2 separate regions of the Mus musculus genome follow, and region 1 is linked to region 2. Evidence: chromatin contacts called from public Hi-C data. All regions are on one chromosome and are shown on one strand. Each heading gives the region's core, a stretch centred on a gene start, on an enhancer-like site or on the middle of the called end of the contact. The rest is flanking DNA. Distances are from core to core; before and after follow the strand shown.

Region 1 (4,096 bases), core at 1,052-3,551, 180 kb before region 2:
CGACAGATTGGTCCTAGACACAGAGAGAGCAGGCACTGGAGGAACAGGGCTGGGTGCAGTGTGGCCCCTGGAATAAAGAGGAAGTAACTTACAAGTTGTCCACCAGGCACCTTCCAGTGTGCAGAATGCTACCAGCAGGAGAGTTGCTTTACTGGCAATGCAACACTAGAGATTCTTCCACCTTCTCCAAGAGGCATAGTAATAAAATCCCAATACCAGTGCTCAATTTCTCTTCCACGGGGTAGAACTGTTTCTGGGAAATAGCCACTCAACCAAGGATTAATTTCCTAGCACCTCTTGCATCTGGCTGGGACTATGTGACTAGTCATCCCTGGAATGAGATTACAAGTCAGGTGAGTCATTTCCATATTCAGGCAGCAAAGGTGACTTCTCTATGTTTCTTCTTTATGTCTGCCAAGACTCCAAGGCTCTTGGGGTAGAAGAACCACAGCTGGGAAGAGCCTCGATCCCCAAATCAATACAAGGAAGAAAATTGCTTGTTGACCAAGAACCCATCGCTGGGCAAGTTGGGCTGAGGAGGGGGATAAAAAAAAGCCCCAAGAATTAGGGTCTTTTGCTACAACATAACCCGAGTAAATGGAGTAACATTCTTTTGAGTGCTAGTATTTTGGGCAGCACAGGGTCATTGACCAATCTGTCCTAGATACTGATAGGGTGAAGTATTCATAGCTCCTGGAAGTTACAGTATTTTCTTTGTGTGTCGTATCTTTGTGCCCTGTACCATGAAGAAACCTGTACAGCCTAGTCTAACATTCTGTCATCTACCAGATACTAGGTAAGCATAAATCATAGCTGAAGAAACTTTATTCATCAATTTCAATGCCCTTGGAGGAGTCATAGCAGTCAATCCTGCAGGTTCAGTGCTCTTCAGTTACACTGATCTGGTCAAGCCTTTTGTTTTGTTTTGTTTTGTTTTGTTTTGTTTTGTTTTGTTTTGTTTTGTTCTGGCAAAACAGAAAGGAAAAGAAGAAAAACTGATTTAAATAGATATGACTATACTAGTGTACCCAAAATAGTGAGAGCTGAATATTAAAGTTGTTTCTAACTATAATATTATTATATAATACAATATTATATAATAATATTATATAATATAATTAATATATAATAATATTATATAATCCTCATTTCTGCAACTGGTTACGTGGCCTTAATTGGTATTTATAACTACCTTCCTCTACTACCCATTCTGTATTTCCTTCACCTTCAGCCAGCACCTCAGCAGGTCTTGGCTCTTTTCCTGGAGGATTGACCCATACCTTCATTCCTGATGGGTCTGCGTCCTTTGTCATCCTGCTTGGATTAGGCTGTTGTAGTTTCCCATTGACTTTAATCACAGGACATGGTAGTACTATGAGACGCCCTAAGGGATCTCCTACACTCCAGAAATAATCTTGCTTACCACCATTGTGAAGAGGTAATCCAATTTCCCTATGGTAACCTGGATCTATCACCCCTCCTAACACTGTTATTCCTTTTTTAGCCTGTTGGTTTAAGGGCAGTAGAAGCCCAAAATGACCAGGGGGAAGTCTGAGCTTCCAGTTCAATGGAATGTTTGTTGTAGCTCCTGGTAGGAGCACTCCCCTCTCTGGAGCCAAAACTTCTAGGCCAGCAGAACCTAGAGTTATGGGGACAGGAAGCAAAAATTTTCCTAGAGGGTCACTAGGAGTGATAATAAGTGGAACTATTCCCTTTTCCACCCCTTGATTCCTGGACCCATGAATCCTGGCTATGGGTGAAACTGTACCATATATCGAGCGCTGATTCAAATCACATAATATGTAAAAGGAACAATTTTTAAAAGATTTATTTATTATTATATGTAAGTACACGGTAGCTGTCTTCAGATGCACCAGAAGAGGGTGTCAGATCTCATTACGGATGGTTGTGAGCCACCATGTGGTTGTTGGGATTCGAACTCAGGACCCTTTGGAAGAACAGTTGGTGCTCTTAACCACTGAGCCACTTCTCCAGCCCAAAAGGACCAGCAAACATCTTTGCTCACATGCTTGCTTTATATGGATTCCTACAAGGAACGTATCTTTTCTGTGAATCTTAGAGCACCAGTAGCGATCAGGAACTTTGGGATGGTGGTGTAGATAGGAGGAAAAGTCAGGTGTTGGTATGGACTCAGGAGTGTCCTCAGTGGTACAGGGAAAACGCAAAGACCTTAAAGCTCACAGTCCTGACACTGGTGCCTTTGTTGGCCTCTGTTTAGGAAGTGTGAGCTTGGGTCTAAGATAAGAAGCCACTGAAGAATATAAACAGGAAGTGAGCCGCTCTCCTTCTTAGCCCTAAGGCTCTATCTAGGTACACCCCCCCACACACACACACACACAGCCAGTCAGCTGTTTCATTGTGGGTAAAATGGGGGCGGATGTATTCATGCAGGAAAAAAACTGAGCCATCTAATGAGCATGAAGTTGTCTTGCTCAGTTTCTGCAGGTACCACCTCTTCTGTGTCATCTACTTTGCACGAGAAGTAGCTTTAGAAGAACCAGGTTGGGCTGTTGGCCACTACCAAAAGTGAGTGGAGGCTTCATTCAGACAAGGCTGACTTATCTCCGTCTTAAAGTGGCAGCAACTGAACGACTAGTGTTTTATTGCTTTTGTTTTTCCTACAGAATTTCCCCCCATTTAAAAAATATTTATTTTTAACTTGTATGTATATGTGCCATATGTATGTCATATGAGTGCAGGTCTCTGCCCAGACCAGAAGAGGTTGTTGGATCCCCTGGACTTGAAGTTACTTGATGTGCATGCTGGCAAGTGAACTGCTGTTCTCTCAAAGAGCAACAATTTCTATTAACTCCTGAGCCCTACTGCCAGTCCTGCAAAAGTCCTTTTAGTTCAAGGTTGGAAATCACCACTTCCATCTCTAGAAAAGATGCAAATTCAAATGATTATACTCTATCAAATATTTACTGAGCAATTTATCAATTCCCACAGTGATTTGGCTCCTGCAAGTGACCAAGACAGAAAATCTCTGACCCAGAGCTGTGTTAGATAATTTTATGTCAACTTGACGCCAACCAGTGCCTTCTGAGAGGAGAGAATGTCAACTAAGACAATGAATGTCTCCATAAAAATCAGGCTGTGGACAAGTCTAGAGGGAATTTTCTCAATCAGTGATTGTTGGGGGATGGTTAATGTGGATGGCGCCCTCCCTGGGCTGATGGTCCTTAGTGCTATAAGAAAGTAGGCTGAGCAAGCCATGGAGACCAAGCCAGCAAGCTGTGCTCTTCCATGGCCACTGCATCAGCTCCTGACTCAGGCTCCTGCCCTGATGTCCTTCAGTGGTAAATGATGGTGTGGATGCAAAAGGCAAATAAACTCCTTCCTCCCCAAACTGATTTTGTTTTAGCACAGTAATACTGACCCCAACTAAGACATGAGCCTCTTCTAGTGAAAAAGAGAAGTGAAATGAAAATTAAGATGAAAACTTAAATTTGTGAGTTGCAATGAGTTCCATAATGGAAAAAATAAGATTCTATGAGGAGACTAGAGGGGACCTGTTTTAGATAAACAGTCAGAGAAGGTTGCCCTGAGTTGGGGATATTGAAACCCAGATTTAAGGGAGGAAGAGGACCTAGGGTTGTGGGCAGGGCGGCGGGGGGCGGGGCGGGGGGGGGGGGAAGGGAGGGAATCGAGGTGAGGGTAACGTTAGTCTGATAGCAGAACTGAAAACCACCACTGTGGTGGGAGGTGACTTGAGATGAGCCTAGAAGGGCAGTGTTTACAGGGAGCTGTTAAAATATCTTGCTGGCAATGGAAAAACAAAAGTAACAAAATAACCAGCTACCAACTAGGGCAGGCTCTTCAGATTCACTTGGGAGTGAATCATATTTTCTCTGTTGTTTATTATCTGTGAGATCTTGAATATGTTACCCAGCCTCCCATAGCAGACACCTACCTCCTAGGGACTTTATGAATATAAATAAGAAAATACATGTGAATACTTAGCAGAGTTCGCAGAACTTAATAAGTACTCGGCTCAAGTTAGATAGGAGTTTTACTAGCCGGTGGAGCAGAGGAGATGGCCAGGCAGAGCTGTGTGGAACCCATCCCTGTGGTG
Region 2 (4,159 bases), core at 424-2,923:
ACAAGAAGTCAAGAGAACAACAAAGGCAGTCTCCTCAATCCCAAGGGTGGTAGGGCTCTGGGCAGGAGTCAAGCATGGTTAAGGTTTGACTCAGTCTTTTCTCTAGGCCAGAGGTATTTTTGTCATTCTCTTGCCTCCTTTGTGATCTTTTGACTGTGATGCCACCCAATGCCATGTTGATGGTGTCTGTGATCCATGCTGCTGGTCCAGGCCAAGATGAAGCCTGAGTCTGTGCCGCTGACTCATGCCTTGACTTTGCTGCCTTGGTAGGCCCTCTGGATGTGAGTGATGGCATGTGTAGCCACCTGAGGCCGTGTTGAAGCCCCTGGTCCATGAAGCAGCTGAGGACCATGTGGGTCAATGGTCCTGATGCAGCTAGGAGATATGTTGATGTCTGTGCTTGTGTTACCACTGAAGTGTTCGTGGGCTGTGCTGAGTTGGACCTGCCCCTCCCTAGGCAAGGCTCTCTTTAGGGTACAGGTAGAGAATAACTCATCTTCCCTTGAAGGGGCTCGACACTCTAAGTGACCATGCTCCAATGAGTACATGGACAACATAAAAATGGACTTTTCCCCTCCTTTCTTTTTTTTGGGGGGGGCGGGACTCTTGGGGAAGGGGTGAACATGGGAGGACTGGGAGGTGAGCATGATGGGGTTCATGATGTGAGATTCCAAAATAATTAATCAAAAGACAAAAGAAAGGATTGGAAAATTAAAAAAAAAATCTTCCTTATATGTGGCTTCAGAAAACTATCAACAAAGCCCTCTCTTACGTGTTCATTTTTGTCTCTGGCTTCTGTTCTTTTAACTTTTTCTCATTTGGTGGAGTCTCCAGAATATTCACAGTCGTGGCGCTATCTCCAGACGTTTTGTAGTTTCACTCCTCTCATAAAACATGGCACTCAGAAGTGACTGGAACTCATTTGTTCACGTTCTTTTGTATGTAAATCTATACATGGTTTGTTCAATGCCTGCAAGATCAGATTCAGTCTCAGACAGTTGGGCAAGATCAATGTAATAGTAAAATCATCTTACACATCCATACACACATAATTATAAGCTGGGGTACTTATATAAAGAAGCATGGAACGGTGGGGGTGGGTGGGTGGGTGGGGAGGGCTTCTCTCCTGCTAAAGCCTTGAAGAAGGCTGGTGCCTGCCCCTAGGGAGACAGACACAGAGACTCATAGGCCCTGGAGTGGATTTGGGGTGGTAAGTCCTGGGCCCACACAGTCCTTTTGGACCATTCATTCCAAGAAGAATTTCAGGTACTTTCAGATTGGGTGGACAGTAGTCAGACTCAAAAAGAGGAAGAAAGGAAGAGAGAGAGAGAGAGAGGGAGAGAGAGAGAGAGAGAGAGAGAGAGAGAGAGGTCTTAGGAAGGGCTCAATTCCTTAGGTACAGTTGGTTCTGGGGAATGTCTAAACAGACCTTATATTTTATTTAATTGTTTCCAAAATTGAATTCAAGAGTTATCCCTCAGGACAGGCTACAGTCCCCGGTCATATCTTCCCTGGAATGCCAGAGTAGATCAAGGGTGGCGCAGTTGTCTTTCTGGCTGTGCCACAGAGCTCTGGTATTGACTCTGGATTTGTGAGTTGTAGAGGTTTGTATGGCTCCGCCTGCTACCAGTGATGTAATGGAGGCTCTGGGCTCAGAGCACCTGACAGTCACAGTGAGATACTGCTTTATCAAGATCTAGACTCCTTCCCTTGGCTCATAGAAAGACAAGGAGCTACCAAGTATCTACTTGTGTTGCTGTTCTTGTTAACTTCATCATTGTTGTTGTTATTACTGTTCACTGACCATTCCATTCATTGCAAAAAATCTGAAGTGGAGTTATGAGGCAGCCAACTGCCCTGGGGCCAGGGTAACTCACCTCAAGGTCAGAAATAGCTCAAGGGCACTGTAAAGGGTCTTGATGAGCAAGGTGTGTCCTGTGTGACAGACCTTGTGCCAGTGGCAAGGTTCTGATCTTCTATAGCATGGAGCAGATTGGAGTGAGAAAGCTGAATGACATTAGTTATCCAAATTTAGTAGAGTTTTACTCTCCCTCCATCTCTATGGTGGGTCCAGGAGTAAAAGGGTGCCCTTGATGTTTACTGCTGCTCCAGGTACCTGGGAGCTAGGCTCAAAGAGATGGAGATTTAAGCCAAAAAATAACAAACACAAAAACCCTGAAAGAGAACACAAGACACCCCATACCCAGCAGTTCTTTTTTGAGTTAACCATATGGAGAGGCTTGGCTGCCCCTCTGTCTGGTTGCAGTGGTTCTCAACCTTCCTTACACTGCTACCCTTTAGTACAGTTCCTCATGTTGTGATGACCACCAACTATAAAATTATTTTTTGTTTCTACCTCAGTTGATGAGCTTACAGCACTTCCTACAGGAAGCACCTCGAACTAAGCACCCTGGTGTGAAAACCAACGTGGACCAATCTGTAGGTTTGGAAATTATCATGTAAAAACACGTTACCTTGAGGTTTTGAGAAGAGGGAAGTGACTGCTGGGAGTGATGGCACATACTTTTAGCCCCAGGACTGGGAGACAGAAGCAGGTGGATCTCTGTGAGTTTGAGTCCAGTTTGGTTTACAGAACAAATTCCAGAGAAACCCTGTCTCAAAACAAACAACAAACAAACAAACACTAAAAAACTAAAACTGTAAATGTGGTTATAAACTTTTCACAGTCAGGTACTAGTAGACAAAAACAAAAAACTAAATAAATTGTTATGTTCACGTCGCGGGGACCCCAAAACCATAGAGGATCCAATTCTAATGCAAACTCACAAGGGTCTTTATTATGAGCTTGTGAGCAAGGACTCCCCCCTTCCCCCAGGTCCCCATCTCAGTGGGTCAGAAGTGAGAGCCTCAAGTCTAGGGGTGTGGGTATTTATTGTGGTTACAGAAAGCTTGGGGACTTTCCATATGGGTCAGCAAGTTAATATTTTATAAACTGAATTTCTGGCATAATCTTCATGAACCAAACACGGGGGCAGAACTACCTGTCAAACAGGATGGCTAGGGTATCTATTTTCTGCAGGGTGTCTTGGATTATCTGTATGTACCTTGATCCTGCTGTTGTAGCCTGACTGGCTGTTGTTGCTAAGGGGGGTGGGGTGGGGTGGGGGTAGCCATAGGATGTTTGCTCAAGTGGACTTTGTGGTTTTCTTTCTGAAATTGGAGTTTAGCCCTTAGTTAGGCCTCACACAAAATGGATTTTCTTCTCAAAAATAGAGTTGGCTGGGCTTTACAAATGAGATTTAAAATTGATTATTTTGTAAATAAGAAAAAAAGACTGCTTCAAATATATCTTTTAAGCAGGGATAAAACACAGCCTTTCAGGTGCTTCTAACCACTTCCTAAACTGTAGACCTGTAGGAGAAAAACTCTCAAGTGTACATGAAAGATCAGAAGGTCAGGGAATGAAAATGGGCACAGTAAAGAAACCCAAATAGCTGCTCCCTGAGTGAAAAAGGAAAAGCTTATCCCAAACTGTCAAGACTGGGGAAAGATTTTCAGGGTTAAATGGGACTGGGGAAAAGGGAGCTTGTGAGCAGGGACTGAGAGAGCTTAGAAGCTACCATTGCCTTGACAAATTAACAGCCACAATAGACACCTGTTAATGGAAGGGTCACAAATTCCTCTTGCCAGAGATAAGGAGAGTGATACCCTTTTTAGCAAGCAGGCACTTCCTTCAAACCCCTGAGGGAGTTGGGGGCTTTTGTCTAAATTTGGGGACCTTGGGAAAAGGAATTTCTTGAGGGAACAGACATCCCAAGCTTTTGTTGATGATAAAGGGGTTGTATATTCTCTTCGGTATCTACTTCCTTCTGAACTGGGATGAAATTGTCAAGGTCCAGGAAGACTGGAATGTTGTTGGTCAAGGGGCTGGGAAAGTAGGGGTTCAGGCAATAGACAGAAATATCTGGCTTTTCACTCATTGCCAGGTTCTGTGGTCTATCTACAGGCTGCTTTGAAGTACTTTGGAATGCTGCTCAACAGGCTCAGGCTGGTAGGCGAGGGTAGGTAGGAGGCCCTGGGGAAGTTCAGTCAGAAGCACCTGGCTTGCTGAACACCAGGGAATTTTGCCAGGGTTGATTCCTGGATTATATCTGTTAGCTGCTGAGATAGCTCTTTACCCCCAACCATCAACTTTGTA

Evidence for each region. A called contact is a pair of places that touch in the nucleus more often than the background predicts.
Region 1: a contact with region 2 is called in a Hi-C map of the MNK3 cell line, with 4 times the contacts expected there. The contact joins two enhancer-like sites. A contact is called at or near these places in 4 of 39 promoter capture datasets (embryonic stem cells, neural stem cells, neutrophils and 1 more), 8 of 484 Hi-C or Micro-C datasets (B cells, CD8 T cells, the MNK3 cell line and 5 more) and 2 of 115 datasets of contacts at active chromatin or transcription factors (embryonic stem cells and large pre-B cells).

The regions. Positions count from the first base shown.
Region 1 is chr3:93,548,411-93,552,506 of GRCm38.p6, reverse strand. No RefSeq gene overlaps it. Among named protein-coding and RNA genes, the nearest start is that of S100a10, 4.7 kb to the left of the region's middle. Within about 2 kb of position 2,301, at least 73 of the 459 cell types and tissues checked have an H3K27ac peak or open chromatin away from gene starts, as enhancers often do. A contact at or near this core is called in the MNK3 cell line, where this site is marked.
Region 2 is chr3:93,367,290-93,371,448 of GRCm38.p6, reverse strand. No RefSeq gene overlaps it. Among named protein-coding and RNA genes, the nearest start is that of Rptn, 24 kb to the left of the region's middle. Within about 2 kb of position 1,673, at least 11 of the 459 cell types and tissues checked have an H3K27ac peak or open chromatin away from gene starts, as enhancers often do. A contact at or near this core is called in the MNK3 cell line, where this site is marked.